Regions from separate parts of the Mus musculus genome. Here regions 1 and 2 are each linked to region 3. The links are chromatin contacts, called in public promoter capture Hi-C maps. All regions are on one chromosome and are shown on one strand. The core of a region is the stretch at or near the end of the contact, and the rest is flanking DNA. Distances in the headings are between cores, read along the strand shown. Region 1 holds the start of Cenpp (centromere protein P). Region 2 holds the start of Iars (isoleucine-tRNA synthetase). Region 3 holds the start of Tpmt (thiopurine methyltransferase).

Region 1 (3,173 bases), core at 199-2,698, 2.6 Mb after region 3:
CCCAGATTCCATAACCAATCTACTATACCATACTGGGCTTACAATGACATCTTCTGGTGGGTTAAGAAACTATTTTCCCATGGTCTGACAAAGAACTTTTCAAAAGTTCAGGGGCAGGCTGTGTTGATAAAATATAAATTCTAAACTCGGTAAGTAGGGATGGAGTCAGCCTGGCAGGCTCCCCAACTCTAATCTTAATGCTTCCAGTCTGTGGGCCATCCCTGAATCAGCAGCAGGCATCTCCATTCTTGCTGTGAAGAGCATGCACAGCTGGAGGCCACACACACATCTCCCTCTTTCTTTCAACAGTTAACAACGTTCTCTTTCTTTAGAATTTGTTTCCTGCACTAAGGTTCTCTGAACCTGTTCCAAATTACACCTAATAAAAAAGGTATTTTTTTTCCATGTTTAAGATACTAAGTTACTGCTAGTTCTAGCCTTCCTTCTCTCTTTGAATGGGCAATGCTTGGGCTTTGGATTTCTCTAGGACCTTAGGCAAGCTATTTAACTATTTAACACTCAGATCAACTACCTTTAAATAAGGCTTAACAATAGTAACTAATCAGAAGACTATCACAGTTTCCTATAGAAGGCATTAGCCATATATACCAATTTGACCATGCTAGGCTGCCCTGCCCTGGGGCTATATACCCCCAACCCTTATGTTTCTAACATAATGCAGAAAAAAAAAAAAAAAAAAAAAAAAAAAAAAAAAAGGTCAGGGCCCCTTAACTACATCGTTAGATGAGTCACAAAAACAAATCCATGAAACCAGAGTAAGGAGGGAATCCCAACTAGACAAGAGCAAGTATGGTGGCTCAGGTAATAACTCCAACACTGTGTGTGGGAGTTGGGGGCTGCGGAATAGAAGACTCTTGAGTTTGAAATCAAATTGAGCCAGTTCCTGACCTACAGAGTAACAATGTCTCCAAACCCAGAAAAACAAAACAAAACAAAACCAGCTATCTAGATGCTGTTCTCCCGAAGGCAAAGACTGCTTAAAGAAAAGCCAGATTTTCCCTTTGATTCTCATCAACTGGGCGAAAACAACCCTTAAGGAAACTATTTTCTGCTGATTATAATCAAGTCATAAGCCCCAAACGCAGCGTTCACACACTCATGAGGTCATCGTTCTCCCAGAACACTGATTCAAGTTCACATTTCAGGACGTCTCCCACCACGTTCTTGAGCATGGGTCTTGGGGGGGTGAGGGAGTCGGAGTCCAGAACTGTCATAAGGTTGAGAGGTCCGCGGGGTGCTACAGGGCATGGGCTGGGAGGGATGGACCCGAGCCACGTACCAGGCTCCGGACGCCTTCTCCCCAGCGTTTTGCAGCATTCTGCACTCTCGCTGCAGCGCTGCGACCTCCGCCTCCAGGGCGCGCAGTTCGCGGGTCTCGGAATCCATGGCTACCGACGTGGAACCCTGAAGGTGAAGTAGCCCGGAGAATGGCAGTCTGGGCGCCTCGGGCAGCCAGGAGACTTCAAGGAGCGCGCGCGCTCCTGGAACGGACCACTCTCGAGCTCACGGGGGGAGAGGCTGCCGGGAGTCGCGCGTCCACGCCCACGGCCTCGGACGACGTTCCCGAGCCTGACGGCCCGCGAAATGTCGCGTCGAGCGTCTAGACACCCCCGCCGCCTCTGCGAGTTGGTTCGTTCCAAATTGCACGTCACCCTCCAACGGCCGCCCATCCCGTCTAACGGCCACTGGGCCAGCCGAGCTCTTACGTCACCGAAGGGGGCGGATTCTCGGAAGCACGAGGAAAGGAGTCTCTTTATTTTGGTTCCGCTTCTTCACTTCCGCCTACTTGAACCGGAAATCAGGAACCACGCGGCGGAGTGTCTTTTCTGTAGGAATTACCGATTTTTATTTTTCTTTCTCACACTCTGTCAGTTTTACAACGTGGAGGAGAACTAACAGAACGTCAGTAAAAGCGAAGGCGGAGGAAATAAAGAGCCCTCTGGAACTGCGGGATAACGGAACCTTAGGAGATTGGGTTGGAAACTTTGTAGGAAGGAAAGGAAAATGCACTTGCCGGCACGTGTTATTAGACGTTAAGTGCTACGCCGGGCTTGAGCTGAGTCGGACAAGCGCCCTGAGGAAGAGTGTTTGCTCGTGAGAAGTGATGGGCTATTGGGCTTAGCCTCTCCTCTCCTTCCTTAGGGGCTTCTCGAAGAGAGAGGGCAGGGCTGGAAGGATGGGGCGGTGGCTACCAAGAAGGGGTACACTGTAGGTTTTTTTCCCAGAGTGCTGGCCTTTGCTTTGGGCTTCTGCCGCTATTTAGTGATCTCGCTTGGAAGGAGACAGCCAACTTTTGAGAAAGGTTTGAGTAAGAGCTGAACATCCGCCGAGAGCTAAACGAGATGGAGCGACCTCTGGAAAACGTTTCCAGCAATCTTGGTAGGACAGTGTTAACAATTCCGGGTTCCAAAATTAGACTTCATTATGATCCTTGCTGTCACCACTACTGTTTTCTAAGTGGCACTGGGAAAAGCCGTAACCGCTCCTACTCCCCTGACCGATGAGATCCACTCAGACTGCTTTGAACAATACAGGCACACAGTGGGGAAACATATTTTAGGTATAACTTAAGTTGCCGTCTTTGTGATTTAACAGCGCTTAGGGGACACTTGTATTTTGCCATACTATTGTAATTGCAGACTTTGTTATGACTGGAGCTCCAGGATGAAGCTATTTTTATCCGTTAGCTTACTATTTTTGCCAGTATATGTTAAGGTAAAAATGTAGAAATGAATGGGGGAGGGCAGTACTTCGAATAAAAAATCAATAAGGATAAGATATAATAGCTGTGGTTGTTTTAGAGAAAACATCTGGGAGAAGATGTGTGGATGTGCTGTACTTAGGTGCAGTTGCAAAGTGTGTTCATTGAGAATGTGGATGGAGGGCCTTTGTAAAATCTCCACTGATAAAATCTGAAAGCAATACATATGAAGAGACATAGCTTCATAAGATGAAGTTGGCACAGAAGTTTCAGGGGAAAGAGTTGTGTTAAATTTCTGGAAAACTATTAAATTGTTTTTCTGTCCAAAATTAACTTTTCCAGATAGATGCCCAACATCCATGCAAGGCAACAGAGAAATGAAGCGCCTCTTTGTGGGTGGACTTGGACAGGGCATTTCTGAGACAGACCTACAAAATCAGTTCGGCAGATT
Region 2 (3,323 bases), core at 414-2,913, 2.6 Mb after region 3:
GTTTTGTTTTTGTTGTTTTTTGGTTTTTTTTTTTTTTGTTTGTTTGTTTGTTTTTGAGACAGATTTCTCTGTGTAGCCCTGGCTGTCCTGGAACTCAATTTGTAGACCAGGCTGGCCTCGAACTCAGAAATCCACCTACCTCTGCCTCCCGGGTGCTGGGATTAAAGGCGTGCACTACCACGACCAGCGAAAGTTTTTTAATTACCTATTTTCTAGACGAACTGTTCCTTTACTTCCCAACAGTAGTTTATAGTGTTTCTCAATCCAATTTTTAAACAGCCTGGTCCAGTCTACACTACCTATGGGTACATAAGTTTCTTTCACTTTGTGCAGGGACCTTTGTTCTATTTCTGCACGCTGATCAGAGGATAAACATGAGGTGAACCAATTGGCAATTTAAAGAATGCAAAGCTTAAAAACTCCAAATATTTCTGGTTAATAAGGATACTCATAATTAAGAAAGCAAGAAGCACAGGCAAACACTGCATCTAATTTTCGACACCATAGGGCCTAGAACTGTTGAATAAAACACTCAACAGTTATCAAAATGTTCTAAAACTCGCCGAGATTTCTACTTCATTTAGGCCAAATCCGTTTTTTTGTTTTTGTTTTTCTGTCATTAATAAAATAGGCACTTATTTACCTAATTAACGCTGTCAATTTATCAAGGCCAAAACTTACTTTCACAGACTGGTGTCAACGTTCTCATTTGTTCTAGGCCGGATCCGAAGGGTACTAAGTAGATATGTAATGATACATAAGCAAAATTTTGAAATGAAAAGAACCATTGCAATGACATTCAATAAAGGGTTCAGATTATTGTCAGACCCTCTTCCCTTCTCTTGCCATTTACCACATGGTTAGTAGTCTCCAGGTTAATATGTACTGTTCCCAAAATAATTGTGGGAGTCACTTGTCAGAAGTTTCATATGTAGCATAAATTTTAGATGCCATCACAGCTGGGAATCTAACTCAGTTGGCAGTGTGTGGCTATGGTGCACAAATGGCCGGCTTATCCACCGCACCATATAAAAACAGGCGTGATGGAACATTTCTGTAACTCCCATTGTGGAGGCAGAAAGTTCTGCAGTTCAAGGTCATTCCTTAGCTGCTTAGGAGTTCCGGAGCCAGCAGGAGATACAAGAGACCCTGAGTCTAAACTAATTTTATATGGCGTCAAATGTCCAGATCTCAAATATACTCACATATATTTAATAATATTCACATATATTGACATATATTTAAGAATACTGGGGTTGGAGAGATGGCTCGGAGGTTAGGAGTACTGGCTGCTCTTCCAGAGGTCTCCAGTTCAACCCCAAGCTTTCACCATTCTGGCTTACAACGAATACATGCAGGCAGGAGACTGTGTACAAATAAACAAACCCTTTTAAAAAAGAGAGAGAGAGAGAGTACTGACATATGGACCCAGGACGAAAGGGTGTCTCTCGTTCATAGGCCAAGACTTAGAAGGCAAAAACTTTGCCACATTGAGTAGCCACTGACTTGCCGGGTTAGGGCTCTGGAGCGTCTTCTCCTTCCTTTGCAGGGACGCTCCCATCCTGCTCTGCAGTTATGCACGGACCAATCGCCACACGTGTTGTTTGTAGGTGTTGGATGGCACACGCTGATTGGGCGCCGCGGAGGGGTTGAGCCTGGCACTGTCAGTATTGCATCACCTCCAGACGCGGAACGTGGTCGCAGGCTGCAACCTGAGCGAGCTCTCCGGGTTCCCAGGTAAGCCGCACCCTCTTGTCCTTCTGGGCCGCAGAGTGAGGCCCGCCCGTGTAACAACCTCCAGACAGCACGAGGCGGTGAAAAAGGAGCACGCTGCTTCTCACTGTGAGTGAGCTGCGGGCACAAAGCTATTTCCAGAGAGCTTTCGTGGAGGGAGAGTAACATTGCAGAACTCAGAGCTGCCCGCAGATTCTGGCCTGACTCGTTGGGTGGAGGACTGAGATCCTTAGAAGTACCCCCTTCACTTAGTGGGACCTTGGTGGCTTATGAGCAGGGAGTTGTGAGAATGCAGCGTGACATAGTATCCGAGAGAAGATCGGAATCTGATTGAGGTCACTGCCAAGTTAGGTGTTTTAAAAGAACTAACCTAGGAGTCTTTCTGGAGTCTGGGCTTCTCCCAACTGTGCTGGGATTCGCGTGTACTTATCTCTCGGTACCAAGGTAGGTAGGTTATGCGCTGCACGCTTGTCCTGGGCTCACAGAATCTGCTAATGCAGTTTAAGCTCACTGTTGGCGGCCCTACAGAACAAACTATTGGGGTTTGGAGGTGTGAAGAGATAACTTATCCGGGTCTCCTATAGGCTTGGACTGAAGGTGGGCAGAGATTATACTCCAAGGTTTATATAAATCTATCCTGTCTGGACAGAAGATGAGGGGGTCGTTGTTGTCATTTTGGCTTGGGACGTGTGCGTGATGAATATGTGAGAGAATAACTTCGTTTTCAACCTCATGAATTTGTTCTCTTTTTTACTGTGTTAGAGAAATAAGCCGAAATCATTGAGAAACTCACAGAATGCAAACTAGTGTATCTGAGACTTGCTCTTTTGTTTCTCAGTGTATAGGTAGAAAGTATAGAGTTGGTCTTCTCTAACTACTAGTTCTGCATCTGGGCTTTCAACCAGCCAGTGCTCATGCTATGTGGTTAGGTCTGTAGTAGTGACATGTACTGTACGTGTACAAACGTAATGTCTTGGTCATTATTTCCTAAGCAATATAGTATAGCAATTGTGTATCTAGGATTTAAATGTATTAGGTAGGATAAGTAAAGATTAGTTAAAATACACCGGCAGATGCATGTAAATTATAGGCTAATACTATGTTTATAAGAGAATTAAGCATCCTTGTATTTGGGTGTTCCAACAGATCCTGAATCCAGTACCCCGTGGATGTGGAGGGGCGTTTCTGTTTGACTGGCTTGTGTTTTGTTGTTGTTGTTGTTGATGATGATGATGTCTTAGTCACTTGTTCCTCTGAAGAGACACCCAGAGTGACAATGAAATGCCATTTTTGTGGAACACAGTACACACATGGTACATGAAACATACATGCAGATAATACCTGTGCACATTAGAGAGATGAATAGTGGATCCCTTTAGCAGAGTTAAAAGAGACGTCAGGTGTAAAAAGTAAGATGATGATGTATGCCTCTCCCGTGGAGCCTAGCCTGGCTTCAAATTGTCCTCCTGCCTCAGCCTCCCAAGTGATGGTATGGTAGGTGTGTGTCAACATAAGCAGCAGCACCCATGGCATTGTGGGATACTTTGTCAAGATAAGTTGAGATCATCTTAAGCAAAGGTTGGTGGAAA
Region 3 (2,962 bases), core at 183-2,682:
ATTCCAGGCCATCCAGGGCTACGTAGCAGGACTCTCTCAAAAACAAATAAGATATGAATGGCAGCATGCCTTCAATCCCAGCAGTAGTTAAGAGTACTTGTTGTTCTTGAAAAGAACCCAGTGCAATTCCCAGAAACCACAAGGTGTCTCGTGGCTGTCTGTAACCCCGTTGCAGTGGATCCAATACAGGCAAGACATTCGTTCATATAAGGAAAAAAAAAAAAAAACTAAAAAAAAATTCCACAGTTCCAACCTGCCCTTTAAATCATTGGTGATCATATGTCTTGAATCTGTGAACCAGCAAACATGTCACAAAGGCAGTAATGTAAGGAAATGTCCTGTTGTTGCATGATTTAGCTTCTGTGCTTAGGATTAAAGAAGGACCATCCCCATCAACTCTGGGAACGGAAATGCACTTCACAGCCAAGTATTTGCTAACAAAAGGCTTTTCCCTGATGCTCATGTCAGGGGGCAGAGTCCAGCATTCTGAGAGGTCGGAGGGAAGTATGGGATTATTGTGGATACAGAAAAGCAAGAGAATCGCTCTCCTCCCATCTCCACTCTCTATCAGAAGCTGTGATGCCCAAAGGTGCCCTACAGAAACAAGGGCTCTCCTGAACACAGAAGAAAGATCTTTAGCCCACCCAGCTCTACCTCACCGAAGCTGGGGCTGTTAAACACAACCACTTAGCTGTTGTAACAGCGCCTCAGAGTGGTGCTCACTGATCATTTTTTGAGAAAAAAAAAAATTCTAAAAACAATAAAGGTGCAAAGTACAAGGTTGAGAAAAGACAGATCCGCAATAACTCCCACTAACAAACGTTTACGTCCAATATGCCTACCTAAAAAACATCTTTTTCTGCCTAGGATTTTTTTTTTTCATTTTTAACAGAGGGTCTATCTAGAACTCACTATATAGTACAGGCTGACCTCTAGCTCGCCCTGATCCTCCTGCCTCAGCTTCCTCGTACACAACAATGCTTGGGTTCTGCTTTAGTTTTATTTTTGAATTTCATTAAACTGAAAAGCTAACTTCACTGAAGTCCACAAATCTCCAGGATGGCTCAGTATTTTACACGTGGACATTGTTATCTGAAACACACCACTAAGCAAGGGGCTACTTAATACATCGGACTCAAAGCATTTCTAGTCTGATCATTTATTCCCAGTTTTTGCTGCGGTTATCGGAACCCCTTTTCGGGACTCAAGTAGCTGGGTCATCCATGCTTTTCGGGAGCCCCATTCTGAAAAAACGCTGTAACAGGCTCACACAGTCTTAGCAGATGACCGCCTTTACTACCGGTTGAGAACTTACTTACCTTGGCTGCAGCTAGCTGCTTACCTCTCAGACACTAGCCCGCCTTTGTAAGCCGGGAGCTGTGCAAGGACTCACAGGCCCCGCCCCAGGGGCGAAGGCCCCGCCCAATGTGGTCTGATCCCACCCCGGAAAAGATTATCCAGGCTCCGGTCCTATAGGCCCTGCCCGGGGCGTGAGAACTCTGCCCAGGACACGCAGGCTCCGCCCAGCGTGCAGACCACGCCCAGGGCGCGCAGGCCCCTCCCAGGACCCTGTGACCCCACCCAGGCCGCCCAGGCCCCACCTTCAAACCTAAGCCCCGCCCCGAAGCAAGGTCTCCGCCCAGAACGCGTAGGGCCCCGCCCTTAGCAGCTGCCGAGATTGCGCAGTGGCGGAAATCATCGGGGCGGGGCGAGCGCCGGGACCCTCCTGCTCCCTGGGCCTGTGCGCTCCTCCCACTCCGGGTCACGGCGTGATAGGGGCGGAAGCGGCGGCGGCCGAGCTGCTGCAGCTGGCAGTGCGGATCAGGCCGTCCGGTGCAGCCCGGTGCAGCCCAGGGCAGCATTCGCCCCCTGGCCAGCGCTCTGAGGTAGGGACTCGAGCCTCACGCGGGCGCGCTTGGGGGTGGCGGCGGGCTTCGGGTGACAGCTCCGCACAAAGCGGCCGGCTGTGTGTTGAGCCTGGTCTGGAGGCGCGCGCGTTCCCCGGGGCTCCCCGGCGTCCCGCGTTTGGAAGGGGTGGCGTGGGGGACCCTGTGCAAGCCGGGGCTTCCCGCGCTGGGCTGCGGGGTTGCGGCGCCGCGGGCTTTCCCACTCGTCGCTCTCTTGGAACCCTGCAGGGAGCTGCTTGCGCCTCGGCCGGGCGGAGGTGAGTTGGGCGGCGGCTGCACCTGGCACTCTGGCGCCGGCACCAGCTGCGGACCGGGTGGACAGGACCCCAGTCTGGATTTCCACTCTGGGCTATGGGAACCCCGCAGCCTGGAGGAGGGGTCTTACTCTGGGATTCCACCCAGCGCTGTAGGGAACCCATCTACATGGAGGCAGGACCCCTTTCTCTGCTCCCACCCGGAGCTGTAGGAGCCCCTTAACGTAGAGGAGTTACCCCACTGTAGGAATCTCTTAGCCCAAAGGAGGGAACCCCACTCTGGGCTCCCACTCGGGGCCGTGGAAACCACCCCCCGCCAGTCGCGAAGAGAGACCCTAGGCTGCGGTCCCACTTGCGGACCAGGGAACCCCGTAGCCAAAAGGAGGGACCCTATACTGTGCTCCCACCAGGGACGTGGAAACCCCGCAGCCAGGAGGGGGGACACCAGACTGCCTTCCCCACTCAGGGTGGTCGGGAATCCCCAAAGCTTGGTAGGAGGGGCCCAGGCTTCCCTTCCCGCTCTGTGGTGGTGAGGAGAAACCCCACGCTGGGCTCCTGTGTGGGGCAGTGGGAGCACCGCGGCCAGGAGGAGGGATCCCAGGTTGCGATCCCCACCTTGGGCAGCGAGGCGCCGTCAGGTTCGCTGGTGTAGCGGATACCTTGGGCATCTGCCGCGAGGGCCGCTGATGAGGGCTCAAGCAAGCCTTCCTTGGGATTGCACACCACCAGGTCCCGGTCCATATGGCTGATAGTCGGCGCAGCTGGCCTGTAAGAGAAGCAGGCCCAGCTGCAGAAAGTTGG

The links. Capture Hi-C pulls out chosen DNA fragments and counts their contacts.
Region 1: a contact with region 3 is called in a promoter capture Hi-C map of adipose tissue. The contact joins the promoter of Cenpp here to the promoter of Tpmt in region 3. A contact is called at or near these places in 1 of 484 Hi-C or Micro-C datasets (CD4 T cells) and 1 of 9 other capture datasets (adipose tissue).
Region 2: a contact with region 3 is called in a promoter capture Hi-C map of liver, with 3 times the contacts expected there. The contact joins the promoter of Iars here to the promoter of Tpmt in region 3. A contact is called at or near these places in 1 of 484 Hi-C or Micro-C datasets (CD4 T cells) and 1 of 9 other capture datasets (liver).

What each region holds. Positions count from the first base shown.
Region 1 is chr13:49,651,283-49,654,455 of GRCm38.p6, forward strand. Cenpp (centromere protein P) reads right to left here and starts at 1,449. Exons shown (of 8, transcript NM_025495.3): 1 at 1,301-1,449. The coding sequence starts at 1,407. Nol8 (nucleolar protein 8) reads left to right here and starts at 1,796. Exons shown (of 17, transcript NM_001271397.1): 1 at 1,796-2,400; 2 at 3,065-3,173. The coding sequence starts at 2,364.
Region 2 is chr13:49,680,467-49,683,789 of GRCm38.p6, forward strand. It overlaps Iars (isoleucine-tRNA synthetase), which reads left to right and starts at 1,664. Exons shown (of 34, transcript NM_172015.3): 1 at 1,664-1,737.
Region 3 is chr13:47,041,785-47,044,746 of GRCm38.p6, forward strand. Tpmt (thiopurine methyltransferase) reads right to left here and starts at 1,433. Exons shown (of 9, transcript NM_016785.2): 1 at 1,320-1,433. Kdm1b (lysine (K)-specific demethylase 1B) reads left to right here and starts at 1,715. Exons shown (of 21, transcript NM_172262.3): 1 at 1,715-1,886.